3 separate regions of the Mus musculus genome follow, and all the other regions are linked to region 2. Evidence: chromatin contacts called from public Hi-C data. All regions are on one chromosome and are shown on one strand. The core of a region is the stretch at or near the end of the contact, and the rest is flanking DNA. Distances in the headings are between cores, read along the strand shown.

What was found. A called contact is a pair of places that touch in the nucleus more often than the background predicts.
Region 1: a contact with region 2 is called in a Hi-C map of Sertoli cells, with 1.5 times the contacts expected there. The contact joins the enhancer-like site here to the promoter of Ctsb in region 2. A contact is called at or near these places in 2 of 484 Hi-C or Micro-C datasets (Sertoli cells and nephron progenitors), 1 of 115 datasets of contacts at active chromatin or transcription factors (extraembryonic endoderm stem cells) and 1 of 9 other capture datasets (pancreatic islet).
Region 3: a Hi-C map of the MNK3 cell line shows a contact between it and region 2, with 4 times the contacts expected there. The contact joins the enhancer-like site here to the promoter of Ctsb in region 2. A contact is called at or near these places in 6 of 39 promoter capture datasets (the C10 cell line, embryonic stem cells, hippocampal neurons and 2 more), 4 of 484 Hi-C or Micro-C datasets (the MNK3 cell line, embryonic stem cells, extraembryonic endoderm stem cells and 1 more), 9 of 115 datasets of contacts at active chromatin or transcription factors (T-cell acute lymphoblastic leukemia, bone marrow-derived dendritic cells, craniofacial prominence and 5 more) and 4 of 9 other capture datasets (embryonic stem cells, embryonic trunk, liver and 1 more).

What each region holds. Positions count from the first base shown.
Region 1 is chr14:63,320,601-63,323,519 of GRCm38.p6, forward strand. It overlaps Gm4151. Among named protein-coding and RNA genes, the nearest start is that of Gm36165, 37 kb to the right of the region's middle. Within about 2 kb of position 1,496, at least 12 of the 459 cell types and tissues checked have an H3K27ac peak or open chromatin away from gene starts, as enhancers often do. A contact at or near this core is called in Sertoli cells, where this site is marked.
Region 2 is chr14:63,121,094-63,124,103 of GRCm38.p6, forward strand. It overlaps Ctsb (cathepsin B), which reads left to right and starts at 1,369. Exons shown (of 10, transcript NM_007798.3): 1 at 1,369-1,472.
Region 3 is chr14:63,375,978-63,379,103 of GRCm38.p6, forward strand. Blk (B lymphoid kinase) reads right to left here. Exons shown (of 13, transcript NM_007549.2): 10 at 2,491-2,567; 11 at 1-69. Among named protein-coding and RNA genes, the nearest start is that of Gm46458, 6.4 kb to the left of the region's middle. Within about 2 kb of position 1,589, at least 40 of the 459 cell types and tissues checked have an H3K27ac peak or open chromatin away from gene starts, as enhancers often do. A contact at or near this core is called in the MNK3 cell line and pro-B cells, where this site is marked.

The DNA.
Region 1 (2,919 bases), core at 246-2,745, 200 kb after region 2:
CCTCCTCTTCTACTTCATCCTCCTCAGTGCTAGGATGACAAGCATAAGCCGCTACACTCAGAAACCCATAACCAAGAGCCGGGTGTGGTAACACGCACCTTTAGTCCTAGCAAAGGCAAGCAGATCTGTGAGTTTGAGGCCAGCCTGACCTATAGACTGAGTGAGTTCCAGGACAGCCAGAGAAAGAAACCCTTTCTCAAAATATCAAAAAAGTAAGTAAAAATAGTCAAGTAAAAAAAGAAATAAAACCACAATGGAGCCCAAGGATACAGTTACAAAACAACTCCCACACCTAAGGTTCAGGGAACATTGGATAAAGGGGTGTGTGTGTGTGTGGGAAGTTTGTTAAGAGACAAATCAGGGAGTTTGCAGAAACTGGGTCTCCTAGTAATGTCAAAATCTACACCCATAAAGTCTCAGTAGCATGACTGCCTGAGCAGCAACTGAACAAGGACAACAGTAGACAGGCCAATGTGGGTTGAGGAAAACACGTAGGGGCTTCAACCCTACACAAAGAACTACAGGCAGAGTGAGAGAAACAGTCTTCCCCAGGGAAGAGAACACCAATTGGTTATCCAATACCAAATGGTGAGCCCTGCACACACGCACAGATGTGCTAACATTATACAGACAGAGCAGGCTACATTTAGGAATATACATGTATATACACATATGCATGTAACAACTATTAATGAAAAAAGAGGACACGGATTTGAAAGGGAGAAAGGAGGGTTTGGATCAAGGAAAGGGAAGAGGGAAAACGATATAATTATAATCTAAAAAAGAGCAAAACAAAACCAAAAAACACCCACCCCAGATTCTGACTAAGATGGAGGACCAATGGAAAGAAGTCTTCACGTGGGACTTGAAGCCTCTGGGCTGGTTCTAGACGCAGGCTGTTGGATCCTCAGACCCCTGAGTGCTGGGAGGATAGGAGTGGGCCACTATGCCAGGCTTTCACATTTGTAGTTTAATTAAACTGATAGAGTCTCCTGTATCCCAGGCTGACCTTGAGCTTGCTTTGAAACTAAATGTCCTTGAATGTCTGCTCCTCCTTCATCCTCCTCCCAAGTACAGCAATTATAGGCACATGTCCTCATTCTCACAACTATGAACTTAGGTTCGTTACATCCTTCCCAACACATGGACACAGATACACACATACACAGACTGACTCACTGGCACACAGACCAACAGATATAGTGACATATGCATACAGACATTGCCACATGTTCACAGACACATCGAGGCACACACACATATATATACACACACACACATGTATGACACATGCACGTGCTGACTCACTCAGACACTGTCACACACACATTGGCATGCATGTACACACGCTCCGAGGTCACAGCCACAGTGGTGGCTGTAGAAGTACCTCCAAAGTGCCTTTATTCTTCTTGTCCTTGCTTAGAGTCTATAGCATTCGGAAAATGTTAGGCGTAGGAGGCCTTTTAGTTTTGGGTTAGGCTAAAACTCCCTGCACATATTTGGAGGGTGTCCAGGCCCTGTGAGCATGCTCGCGAAGCAGATAACAGTGACCTTGTTGTCAGGGAGGATGGCCCACCGGGGCCAAGGAGCTGTGCTGGCTGCTGAGGTCACCTCTCCTCCCCACTGCACCTGGGCTGGCTCTGATGCCAAGACCCCATCCCCGCACTCAGCTCTCAGCCTCTGGGCCTGTGTCCTTTGGTGGGAAGCAGGGCCCTGCTAGGAGGAGGCTGCGAGCAGAGTGCTGACCTTGCAGAGTCAAGGTAGAGAAGAGCCTGGCTCTCCCTGAAGACCTGCTGGCTGCTGGCCAAACTCCCCCCATTTAGCCTTCCAAGAAAAGCAAAGCAGGTCTTTATAAAATGGCCATTGGTTTCTTAGGACTTAATGTAACTCAGCCCAGCTCAGTAATATGAGGTCCAGGGCTGGTGGCTCTGACTAAAACACACATGCTGTGTTTGTGTGTGTGTGAACTAATTCTCAAAGTTTGGAGCTAGAAATCCAGAGGTGCGATCATCAAATGATCCCCTCTGCAGCCCCCTTTGGGTATCCTGTTGAGAGAGGAAGGTGATAGGGGGGACTTGACACTCTCCTGGTTCCTGTCTCTGTTGCTTCCTTAACTATTGAGCCACCCAGGTCAGGACTGAAAATCTTTTCCCACATGACAGTGTTTATTCTTTAAAAATATGTGTTTATTTACTTGTGTATGCACACATCTGTGAATGTGTGTGTGTGAGTGTGTGTGTGTGTGTGTACCTGCATACAAACTCCAGAACATGATGTCAGGTATTCCCTTCTACCTCTGCGTATTCCTTTGTGTCTGGGTCTCTCTTTGAATCCAGGGCTTACATTTTTCTTGCTAAGGCTGAAATTCTGTAAGCCCCAGAGATCTTCCTGTTTCAGCTCCCATCAGAGATGGGCTTATAGACATCTCTGGGACCACTTATCTTGCTGTATGGTTGCCAGGAGATCTAAACCCCAGTTCGCAAGGTGGTGGAGCAAGTACCCTTAACTGATGAGCTGCTTCTCCAACTCTAACTTTAAAAGCTGGCACCCTACATTTAGTAAATACTCATGGAGAGACTGGCTGAGAGCTAAGGACTGCTGTGTGGCTGGCCACATAGTTGATGAGGTAGTGAAGGAAGATAACGGGAAGACATTAGTTGGCCACGGGTAGGGTGCTGGGCTTGGGGAAGGAACACATCTGGTGGAGAAGTTTACTCAGATGGGAGTCACATCCTCAAAGCACTTCAGACTTAGGGAAAAGAATGTACAAAGCTGTGTGACTCCTTGACTTGGGCAAGGGTGGGCGTCACCATACAGGTGGAGAGAGGGTTCAGGGACATCTAATGTCTTGGCCAGGGTTCAGAAGGCCTTGGTGACTTGTGGAGGAGGAGGCAGGCGCTAGAGTTGACCCTGCGGCCA
Region 2 (3,010 bases), core at 119-2,618:
TTCTTGTCTCTCAGTTTTGAGGAAGGAAATTCATGGACCACAGAAGGTGAGTTTTAGGAAGGTGGGAAGGACTGTAGGGAGCTGAAGGGAGAGAAAGAAGGCAAAGGTCTTGAGCAGCCCGTGGGGTCCCTGGAGGGAGTCGGATCCCATCCTGGAGCCCCCCAAAGCCTGGGGGTTAATAGGACTGTAGCCTTTAGTGGGATGGAGGCAGGAAGAAGGTTGAGCTAGCTGGTCAGTCCAGTTTTCATTCCAGGTGTTGAAGTCATTTCAGTTTGGGTCACAGCCTCAGTATGGCTTCCAGGAAAGGTCACTCCTTTGTGGAAAAGACTTGAAGACCCCCTTCCTGGCAGCCAGAGACACTTTTGGCTTAGACACTTAAACATCTCTAGCTCCTGCCAAGGGCCAGGCTCTGGGCATGTCAGAGGACATTTTGGGCTTTTAGCCAAGAAAGGCTGCTCATTTTTGTTTGGACTTTTTACCCTAAAATAAGCAGCCAGTTTCTACCTGTTGTCAGCAGCTGGGACAGCTGGCCTTGGACAGATGGCCATGGACCTGCCTTTCCGCAAGTTTTCTGAGTTCTTCCTGTATTCCACTTAACTGGGGTTCAGTAACTACACTTCCACTCCTGTCCTTAACTGGGAGCCTACCAATAGAACCTTGGAATCCACTAGATCCAAACCTTTCTTATCGTCACAAGCCTGGCTACAAGATACCATGCTGACATGAGGCCATTCCTATATTACAGGATAGACCTAAGGATTGGAGAGATCTGAGGGTGCTCGACCCTGGGGTGGGGGTGGGGGTATGCTATGACCTGTCAGATCAACTAGGTCAGCCAGCTTCTCACTGGCTAGCTTACCACACAAGATGGGGGGAGGTTCATATGGCCTGGCAGGAGTTCTGAATTTCATAACATGCCTTGGACAAAATTCATGGGGTTTTGGTTTCTCTCTTTCTTTTTAAACTAGGGATCGAACCCAGGGCCTTGGGCTTGGTAAGTAAGAGCTCTACTTCTGGGCTACAATCCCAGCCCAGTTCTAGTTTTTGGTTGCTTCCCTTGGTTTGAGTATTTCTACGCCATTATAGTCTGAGCTTCAGAATATAAGGCCAGGAGGCTCCTCCAGACATTTCCAGGTCCCCGAGCCAGCGGGGCCTTCCCGAGGAATGCATGTCACGAAGATGTTGTATCTTCCCAGTGCAGGGTACCTGCAGAGGTCCCTGGAGAGCATCTCTGTGCGAAATGGAAAGAGAGCAGACAAACCACCAGTTTCTTTTGGGTTTAACACAGCTTGCAGAGTCCCGGGATGAAGGGGGAGGGGCCGGCAGGGGCGGGGGCGCGGTCAAGCATCACGTGACGAATCAGCCCCCAGCGGAGGGCGGAGCTGCGCGGGTACTTAGGAGTGCACGGGAGAGGCCAGGAGCGGCTCCGTTTGGCTTGGTGGCTGCAGGCCCAGGCTGTCGCGCTGCGCTCGGTGAGTTTGCCCGGGGCACAGTGGCTCCATGGCGGAAGTCACTTTGGCTGGGGTCGGGGGAGCGGGCTGAGCAGCGGTGGTGGAGACAGGCCCTTCACTTGCCCAGGGCGCAGGCGCGGTTCCTCCGCGGCCCTAGATGCTGCTCGCCCTGGCGGATCGCGGTCTTAGGCTCCCGCAGGCTAGACCGGCAGAGCTCCAGCTTTCACGCTTTAGGGCCGAGCCTGGTGACCCCGCGGTGATCGGCTTCTTTCCAGTGGCCTTGGCGCACTTCAAGGGCGGAGGTGGGGACTTCGGGGAGCTCCGAGGGAGGAGCTTAAAGGGAAGGGTTCAGCTCTGGCCCTTCCAGCTCGCAGATTGCAAGTCTCAGGGGTGCTCAGGGCGAGTATCGACCTGCATCTAGTGCAGGTTTGTGGCTTATTCTAAAGAATCTGCCCCGGGAACTTTTCCACACACAAACCCACGCAGTGCCTGGCACCCTAAAAGACCTGTTCTATTGAGAATGGGAACCTGGTAGTGGGTGGCTGGGGTGGAACCTGCACGAAGAGTTAAACCGAGAAACAGGAAGAGAAGCAGAGCTAAAGGATAGGGGCTCTCCCAGAACCTTTCTCTGGAGGGGAATGGCCAATGTGATGGAGGAAAGGTACTTGCAGGACAGCCTCCTTCAGTCAGGGCCCTGCTAGCCGGGAGAGATAGCATCCTCTCCCAGAGTGCTGGGCGTGCGGACCAAGAGATAGGTAAATTGGACTTGGTCCCCTAGGGCCCAAGAGTAAAGGACTAAAACCCATCCGCACCTTACCTCCACCTAACCAGATCCCCTCACGTGTTTGGGAAGGGAGATAAATTGTGGGATTGAAAGGGAAGTTTAACTCCTTTTAGTGTCTCGGGAAGACTGATCTCCAGGTGCTTCCTGTGAGGGACTGCTGTGGAGGTATGGTCTGCAGTCCCCGGATTCAGAGTAGCATTTGCAAAATGTTGGTGAAGGTGTCATCTTTGTTCGAAGCCGTTCAGGGGACAGTTGTTTCCCATAGGCTCTGGCCATGGTGACCTAAAACTCCAGAGTCCCCAGAGCCATACCAGAGCAAGGCAATCACGGCACTTGGAAGGCTGAGGCAGGAGAATCGCTGTGCATTGGAAACCAGCCTGGGCTATGTAATGGATTCCACAACAGTGGGACTACAGAGGGAAACGGTTTCATTTCTTAATCCCTCCTTCCTTCCTTAAAAAAAAAAAAAACTCATGCTTAAAAGAAGGTGGAGGAAAATGACCTCTGCTCCTTTAAAGCCACGTGACCCAGGCCTACGGGACTGCTAGTGGGGTGGGGCGAGCCGGGCCCACGCCTGTGCTTCACCAGCCCAGGTGCCAGCAGAGATTTCCAGCATTCCCCTTGACGTTGGCCTAAATGTTTTCAGACTAGTCAGGCAGTGGAGGGTTGGCGCTCTTGGCTCCAGGTTGAAACTGTTCCCTGGAGGTGCTGGCTCAGCATTCTAGGCTACGGCCCTTTTATGGTATGGGTAGAAACCTTTAGATATAGGAGTCTC
Region 3 (3,126 bases), core at 339-2,838, 260 kb after region 2:
GATGTTGGCTGCCCGCAGGTCACGGTGGATGGAATTCATGCGCTCTATGTAAGCCATCCCCTCTGCAACCTGAGGGGACAGGTCACATGGTGAAGGGCAGCAAGGATGGAGCCTACCAGCTCATAAGGCCAGCTTCACATGCCCTGCCCAGGGGAGAGAGAAGGTATCCACCCCTTCCCATGAGACCAACCCAGACTCAGGGCAGCAGAGAAGCTAGGCTGACATCCCCAGGCCTGTCCCCCTTTTTCAGACAATTGTCTCCAAGGTTCTGTGGACTGGGAATAGCAAAGAAGGCTGGGGTTGTAGATAGCCTCTAATGAGACAGGGAGGAGAAAGGACGAACAGGGCATAGCACGGAAGGGCAGGGCTACTCCCTCAGTGGACACTTCTCTCAGAGGAGCCAACCATGCCTTGGAATCACCAATGTCCAATGGGCTGGGTCACTTCCCTGAGAGGTCATAGTTATTACCCAGAGCACGAGAAGCCATCTCTGGGACCCAAGGTTAGGGTCAGTGTTGAATAAGGTGACTGTAGCTGAGGCCCTGCCCCTGCCCCTGCCCCTGCCCCTGCCCCTGCCCCTGCCCCAGGTGCTCCAGAGGAGCAGACTCTCACTGAAGAGGAGCCTTGTCTGTCCCAAGCACCTGTACCAGGCCATTAAGTCTTCAGTCACTCACTGATGGATGGAAAAGGTGACTTCAGCTCTCACTTGCTCTTGCAGGATGCCAGCTTCTAGATGGATCCTACTTGCCCAGGAACTTAGGTACATATACTATCAACTTCTCTCCTATTGAGCTGCACACCAGGCCCCAGTCCTGCATCTGTTTCCACAGGGCCCTGCTTTATGCATGAGTCTCCTCATTTATCCCCTTGCGAAACCACTCAGTCAATATGCATTTGCTAGTGTGGGACTCTGCGGGTTGGAAAGCCAGGGCTAACTAAACAGCTTCTATCTAGGGAGCCCTGGCAATGCTCACACTGTTAGCTAACACGTACGAATCAGCTTTAGGGAAAAAAAAACAAAACCTACACAAACATAGAAGACGCGAATCTGCGTCTGTAGAAAAGATGCTACAAAGCCAAAGGGGAGCCAGGACTCTCTCTAGATCTTCTCCCTGGTGCTTTGTACCCAAAGACATTAATGAGGCTTGTTCATCCATTGATGAGCAGCAAACTGCTCAAGAGCAGAGCCAACAACCCCTCCCTCTTGTCCAGAAAAGTCTTGGTAGACGTGGCCTCCGACAAGGGCTGGTCCTGGGACTCTGGTTGGAAATGTGCAGACAGGAAGAATCCAAGGCAGTCTGCACTGTATAGGACCACCATTCTTGTGGCTGCAGAGGCGGACCAGCTTCTGTCCATCCAATGCCTGACTCAAAGCCAGTCGCCAGGGTTAAGTTTCTGTGTCCATCCTAACAGCTGCATCAACAGATCTCTGCTACCCCAGTGGAAAAAGACACTGTGACCTCAGTTCCTGGGCTGATAGCAGCTGCAGATAATGTGGGACAGGGTCGGAAGTTAAAGTGGGCAAGTGGGTTAAAGTGTGGGTGGGAAGGCTCCCCTTTATAGCTCTCTGTGTGTTGACAGTGTGTCTCGCAGGCTGGCCACAGACCACAGCTTTCTTGCTGAGAGTTCCAGTTTCAACAGTCATACTCAGGGCCCCCAGATGTGTCTTCCTGCCAGTTAGAACCCTCAGCTAAAATCCCCCCGGGGATAAAGATACTGCCCAATCTCAATTCTGCACTCTTCTAGCAGAGGCTGGGGAGGTCTACACATGGATGGATTCAGAGGGAACCAAAGGCCAATAATCCAGGACAGTGATGTGTGTGTGTGTGTGTGTGTGTGTGTGTGTGTGTGTGTGTGTGTGTGTGTGTGTGTAGAAGGTGGTCCTAGAAAGTTTTGTGCCTTGTATTCTGTGTGGCTCATGCCTCATCAGGCTGAGGTCAGTTCCAGGCCAATACCAAGATTTAGGGGGTCTTAGGACAGGATGAGAGCATTGGAGAAGGAAGTCAGAGCAAAGCATACCTGCCTACATTCAAAACAGAATTCTTTCCTATTCTCCAGCTTTCCAACATCCACTGCCATCTCTACCTTCCTAATAAATAGAACTACCCTACTCCATCATGGCGGCCCAGAATTGGAACTACATTTCCCAGACTCCCTTGCAGCCAAGGGAGCCTCTCATTGAGGTGAGTGGGAGGGATGTGTCTCTAGAGGAAAGGAGGTGGGATTTTTATCACCATCATCTTGCTGGCTAAGGGTCAAGGGTGGGTGATGAAGCTTCAGCATCTACCATGCTATCAGGGCAGAGGACATCAGTGAGTAAAGTCTCTCATCTGTTCTCTAGGGGTTTATATATTTAGAGGTCGCTACTTCAGGCTTTCTGCCCTTCACAGTTGAGCACAGCCTCCTACCAGGGAATTCAGTACAGTCACAAAGCACAGAGTGGGGCGCCCCCCCCCTTCAGGCTCCCGCTCTGCTTCAGAGCTCACCAACCTGGGCTGACATGTCAATCAGCCTTGGAAGGGACAACCTGCTACCTTCATCGGTCTTCAGAAAATCCAGCAAGCATCCTAGGAGAAGAAAGACAGCAACTGCAAAGTGACTGGATGGAGCCTGGCTCTGATTGCGTGGTCTGTGTCTATGTGAGGAGGTAGGGGTGGTGATCTGCCTACAGCTGAGGTGCCTCAGGCTTCAGGGAAACACTAGCTCCCAGACTTTTAAAAGTTAGTTCTCAGATAAATTCAGGGGCACATCTGGGGTCTCCTGAGTCAGCAGAGCTGGGATAGACCAGCTCTGGGCCTAAGGCTAGTGTTCTTTTCCAGCATGACGTTCCCAGGTGTCTTCCTTAGTCTACTCCCCTCCTAGACAGACTCCCTCTCCCACCCTCCCCACCAAACATTAACAAGAAAACACCAGAAGAGAGAGCTGGGGCAAGTAATGAAAGTGGCTCTTCCACAGAGCTCACGGCCTGGGAGGTGCTCTTGAAAACTGCAGCCAGGAGGCAGGTTACCAGCATAGCCGGTGATGCCGCCCCTCTTGGTAACAACTATTACAATTAGCATGGTAACATTGAGGACCTACAGGAGGAAAGGTGATGTCAGGGCCATGGAGGGTGAGGTCCCTTAGGTC